Linked DNA regions of Xenopus laevis: region 2 is linked to region 1. The links are chromatin contacts, called in public Hi-C maps. All regions are on one chromosome and are shown on one strand. Each heading gives the region's core, a stretch centred on a gene start, on an enhancer-like site or on the middle of the called end of the contact. The rest is flanking DNA. Distances are from core to core; before and after follow the strand shown.

Region 1 (3,008 bases), core at 230-2,729:
AGCAATATAGAGAAGGTAAGAGTATTGTTTAAAAGCTGTTGTTTATACTTTTGGTTGGTATAACATGTTCTTTACTTTGCAGTATCTCTTTGGTGTATAAACTCAATGGACACTGTGTATTCATCCACAGACATTACATGGACTTTTAGCCACTATTGTGAACACAAGGACTTTTCATGGATACGTTCTGACCTCTAATTATCACCCATGGGAGCACCGACACTAAACTGGACTAATTATGTAACTGACGTGTGGGGTAGTTAGTCAGGTCACTATGTTCTGCTTAATGTTACACTTGAGAAAGGCGCCTTATGTGTCACTTAGGGTATAATAATTGTTACTTTAGCCAAATTCTCTCCTTTTCACTCTCAGTAGCAGCCGATAGAGACAGGGTTGGGGGGGAATAGGGGGACAAGTGTTACCGTGTTTAGTAGGAAATGATGAACATCCTCAGCCTTCACTCCCTTCATCTTCCCTGATGATCCCGATGACCCAAATACAACCGTATCCCCTCCCTGCAAATATATGAGCCCCATTACACAGATACACCCCACTTCCTATTGGATGATCACACAAGTGCTCCCCTCACCTGTACAACAGTGGCTCCAATACCAACACAACCATATCAGTCACATTCCCTGGTACCCATGAGCCTCCCTGCTTTACCTGTGTACTCACACTCACCCTACACTCTCTTTTCTATACTCAGCACCTCTCTCTACCCCTCTGTACTCACACTCGCCCTACACTCTTTTTTCTGCACTCAGCCTCTCTCTCTGCCCCCTGTTCTCACAATCGCCCTAGTTGCCACTTGGCCGGTATTTTACCGGCCTAACCGGTAAAAATGATGGTTGATCCCATTGTTATTAATAGGGAAAAAAGATAAATATATAGGAAGGCTGATATTTATTTCCAGAAAAGGTGGCAACCCTACACCCTACACTCTCTTTTCTGCACTCAGAAAAAGAGTGCAGCCTTTCTTTGCCCCTCTGTACTCATACTTGTCCTACACTCTGTTTTCTGCACTCAAACTCAGCTTCTCTCTGCCCTCTGCACTCAGATTCAGCCTGCTCTATGCCCTTCTGCACTCACACTCCACTCTCTGTTCCTCTGTACTCATACTCAGATATTCTGTGCTTCCTCAACATTGAGACTCTGCCTTCTCTACCCTGTACTCATCCTCCTCTGTACTCTCACTCATCTTACACTCTATTTTATGCACTCACACTCAGCCTCTCTCTGCCCCCTCTGTACTTACACTCTCTCTAAACTCTTTGTTCCTATGTACTCATACTCAGCCTATTCTGTGCTTCCTCAGCATTCTATCTCTGCCCTCTCTCCTCTGCACTCACACTCAGCCTCCTCTGCCCACTAGGTGCCAGGTGCCTCTGCCCTGTATGGACTCACCTATGTGTGTAGCTCTGGGGTCCCCGAGTGCTGTGGGACAGGTGCTCCTGTGGGTTCCTCTCTCTCTCTTTCTCTCTCTCTGGATTATGTCCGGCTGGTTCCTGCCCCAGAGATGATTTATTTTCTGTTCCAAACTTTACTGTAAACAGAGGACAATTGGATTGTCTGAGTGGCTCATTGGCAGCGGGGCCCACACCCTCCACCCCCCCCATCCAGCCCCAACCACCAATCAATCTGCTGTATTGAGCAGTGTTTCCACTAAACACACAAAACAGCAACACAGGGACAGAGATAAACACAGGGACAGACTAACAGGGACAGACTCACAGGGATAGACTTGCAGGGACAGACTCGCAGGGGCACTTCTCATGGGATTTATTATCCTGCATGGCCAATAGGTGCCCCCTCCAGTGTGAGTGTTTGGGAGCAGGTAAGTCTAATCGATTCCACTCAGCTTTTGTTTGTACCCAACACAACCCCCCCCGGGCCCCTTGCTGAGTTGCCCCACCCTGTTGTGCCTAAGCTTTAGTTTATTTACTCTCTATGTGTGTGCGGCGGCCTGGCAGTTATAAGGGTGATCCTCAGTGTTGCTCATTGGGGCCCTCTGGGCGGCACCTAACAGGGAAGAAAGACAAATGAGACAAGATGCTGCACAGAGAAGTTGCCAGCCCAATGGGTAGGCTGGGTACCAACGGGGATCAGAGTTACTTTAGTTGGGGCTGATTTGGGGCATTTTCATAGGCACCTTGGTTACAATGGGACAAATGTATGGAACAAAATATCTGTAGCTGTGAGTTGTGCCCCGGGGCACATGGTGGGTCACCAGGTTAGGGAATGGGCACACCTACGTATGAATATTCTGGGGAACCCTAAGCTCTGCCTTCTGCAGGGCATTTCCCTAAGGGTCACAGGAATCACAACGACAGGAGAGTCACGGGCCTGGTACCTTCCCAATCCTCAGGGCCATGTGCCCCATAACGGACCCTGCAAGTTGGTTCCACAACCAGACGTGATGAAATGTCACCTTGGCATGGTGCCCTAGTGTCACAGGGGCCCATGGGGGTGCAAGTTTTGTACTGTGTAGCCCAGTATGTGGCCCTCCTGTATCCCAAGTGCTATTACCTTCTGCCAGAATCTGGGCCCTATCACTTCTAACAGCTGCCTTGTTTATTGCCATTCATTGGCCTTAGGGGCCCATAATGTTCTTCATGTGTGGCCCGGGGCACAATGGGAAGGGCAACCCTGTGCCAGTGACCCACTCAAGCACAATATCACAAGTCCAATTGACCCAGCAGAAAAGAGATCAATGTTTCCCTGGCAGCCCCCACCCTGGCGCCCACTGACCTCATTCTGCCCACGGCCCCTGCTCCGCACTGTACAGGAGGCACCATCCCCGTGTCATGTGACCAGTAACTTTGCCCCATCCCATTTTGAAAGCAGATTGATTAAATGTCACAAATGACTTTACCACTAACTGGGAGCTGTGGCTGATCTACTCCCTGATTTGTCACTCACAAAAGTGCACCCTCAATTGCACACAAACCAGTAGAGCTGCCATGGGGACAAATGACCCAACTCCTCTACCTGACAAAAAATAAAAC
Region 2 (3,008 bases), core at 331-2,830, 59 kb before region 1:
ATTGCAGATTGACCGTGCATTCCAGAGGGCACATGAGAAAGGCAGAGAGGGTTTATGTGAATAAGGTTTGCAGGATTAGAAATGCGTAAAGTTTTAGAGACTGGAAAAGACATTGTCAAATGCCTGAGAGTGGGAATAGGTGAGGGAGGAATGAGTAAGTGAGTGGGACCAGGGTTTGGGGAGATGTCCCCAGCTGCAAGTAACAGTAATAAACACAAGGTGTGACCTAGATTTGATAGTGTGAGCATTATATTGTTTGATGGGTTGAGAGGGGATAAGAGATTTAACAATACAAAACAGTGTGCTTAGATTGAAAGAGGGTGATGGGAGCAGTGAAGGGGAGATTACAATTTCAGGATAGTTTGATGGATGTTGGAGTGCAGAGGATATATGCAGAAGTATAGAGGAGAGAGAGAAAAAGAAAGCAATCAACTTAAACATAGTTAAATGGTATAATCAGGCTTATTTTATAGAAGTCAGGGCCGGGCCAGCCCCAACAGACGCCCTAGGCAACTTCTCCAGGGTGGCGCTGACTGAGCGTGAGCCGGTACTTTTGTGCGCATGCGCGAATTTGCTTGTGCGCAAATACAAGGGGAGAGATGCGACCGGACATGGGGTAGGCGACAGAGCAGGTACATGCCTGGCGCCCCCCAGCTTTGCGCCCTATGCAAGTGCCTACTCCACCTACCCCTAGTTCCGGCCCTGATAGAAGTATTGATGAGAAGTGATGTCTTGATGAGATGTCCTATGTTTGCTGAGAGTTTTCAGTCCAACTTCTGTTCAACTGCTGCCCAACTCTGTCTAACTCTATATGTTGTACTTAAAATTTCTGTACTTTAACTTGATGGACTTTAAGTTGTTAAATCTGCCATAGCTCTCCTGCCATGCTCATCCCTGCCATGCTTCCCCTAAAGAATGGGGGAGAATGGAGGAGAATGGAGGTGAGAGAGAAAGGAGGCAAGAAGAGTGAACATAGTAGAACGGTAAAACCAGGCTTCTTGTGTTTATAAAATGATTGTAGCAGTGACATCTGGATCAGATGCCCATATATTTCATATACTATACTGCTCTCCACCTTTGTGTGTTGTACATACAATTCCTGGACTTTAAATGGCTCTCCTGCCAGCCACAGTCTCCTGCCATGCCCTCCATAAAGGGAATCTCTCTTGTACCTTTGCGGGGACAGGTAATACAGGTAATACCGCAAGTAGCCAGCAGGGGGCAGCGCCCTACCAGAGCTGCTCAGAGACTGACACCTTCCATTCAGCTCAGATATCTGTGCTGGGACTGGCACAATTCAGTAGGTTCCCACCTGGGGGCAGTGTTGTACTAGGACTGGATAGGGTGAGGCGCTGGAAGGGGCCGCTGTACAGAAAACACAGGTTCCTCAGGATTTTATGGTGTCAAGTTGTACTTGGATCACAGACAGTAAAGGAAGAGAGTTGTAGTCTCAGAACAGGGAGACAGTTGCAGGGGATTCTATGGAGGATAGCAACCCGGTAACTTGTGCGCCAGAGTCTATCTGATTATAATAACACTTTATTCTCCAACACATTGGATCCAAGAGACGTTTCCCCCCATTTGTTGAGCCCCAGCACCCCCCCATTAACTCAGTGATTTATAATGACTGTACCCCCATGTTCATTTGTGCTGCTCCCCAATGATGTCTGCTGTGGGCCAGTCACATGGAATCAAATCTGCAAGGGCCCCACTCATGTCCAGCCACCCCCCTTATACCAGACTCACAGTGACTGCCATGCTGTGGGCTTCACTTTATTTGCATACACGCTGCAGCCTGCACTGGCATCTGTTCTGCCATATCAGTTTGTGTAGGTGAGGGGGCAGCCTTTGTGGGGGGGACAAGGTGTAACTGGGCCACAGGCCATGTATCACTGACATGGAGCTGAGTAGACAGATAAGTGCATGTAGTTGGCAGGGTGCAGAGGGTGCAGGGAGTGCAGGGAGTGAGAAAGCAAATCATTAGCAAATACTCTGCTCCCAGTTCCATTGTCTCACTGATTTTCCAGTATCTGTATCTGTATCTGCCCCCCCCCCCCCGGGAATGTTCCCGTTGAAGGGGAGCGGATTCAATGGAAATTTATCTGAGTGACGTGAGTTGCCATGTGCACCCAGTAACCTGCCCTGGCCCTGGGCCAATCAAGGAAAAAGGGCAACTCCTGGCACTTCTGCTTGTTATCCATTAGACTGCAGAGCTGACAGCCAGTCACAGAGCTGCAAAGTATTGGGGCTCATGCATCTGATTAACGACACCCCAGGGAGATAAAGGGGAATTTGAGCCTTTCATTATTGGCCCCATGGGGAGGGAATTATCTCCTGGTGCCTATAAAGACCCAGATGGGGGCATGTGGGGCAGAATCAGATAATGGGCTCCTCCAGCTGTGCAAGGATTAAGTGTATAAAGATTCAATTTGGGGTGCTGGGAGTGTAAGGGTTAAAGCAGTGCAGGGAGGAGGCAGTTTGTTACATTCCGGGCAAAGTCTTAGGGATCTGCCCTCTGCACTTGAGGAAGAGCAAGAACACAATGTTCCCATAATCTCTGTAATAAAGTCCCAGGTCACATGACCCTGAGTTCACATGGCCCCTCCCCCATACTATTCTCCTGATGTCTGTGGTGCAGGGGAGAGATTTGGGGGGCACAGGCAGAAGTGGAAATGACATGTGAGAAACATACAGACAATGGAAGACACAGACACATGGGGGAGAGGGAGAATATAGAAGGGGGGTGACATTGAAGGAGATGGGGGAGGTGAGATACATTTGTGGTGGGGCCCAGAGCAAATCAACCCCCACCTCCTCCCCTCCTTGCATCCCTGTTCCCCATCCACCTGATGGGGGGCAGAGTACAGAGATAGGGGGCAGAGCATAGAGACGGGGGGAGAGGATAGAAATAGGGATAAGATAGAGGATAGAGAGGGGGGTAGAGGATAAAGATGGGGGATAAGATAGAGGATATAAATGGGGGATAAGATAGATGATAGAGATGGGGG

What was found. Hi-C and Micro-C count contacts between places; a contact is called where the count stands out from the background.
Region 2: a Hi-C map of the XTC cell line shows a contact between it and region 1, with 2.7 times the contacts expected there. The contact joins the enhancer-like site here to the promoter of mab21l3.S in region 1. A contact is called at or near these places in 3 of 4 Hi-C or Micro-C datasets (the XL177 cell line, the XTC cell line and animal cap).

What each region holds. Positions count from the first base shown.
Region 1 is chr2S:29,255,837-29,258,844 of Xenopus_laevis_v10.1, reverse strand. It overlaps mab21l3.S (mab-21-like 3 S homeolog), which reads right to left and starts at 1,479. Exons shown (of 7, transcript NM_001092422.1): 1 at 1,408-1,479; 2 at 423-515. The coding sequence starts at 470. casq2.S (calsequestrin-2) reads left to right here and starts at 1,698. Exons shown (of 11, transcript XM_018249026.2): 1 at 1,698-1,837.
Region 2 is chr2S:29,315,298-29,318,305 of Xenopus_laevis_v10.1, reverse strand. No RefSeq gene overlaps it. Among protein-coding and RNA genes, the nearest start is that of LOC108709305, 19 kb to the left of the region's middle. Within about 2 kb of position 1,580, at least 2 of the 7 cell types and tissues checked have an H3K27ac peak or open chromatin away from gene starts, as enhancers often do.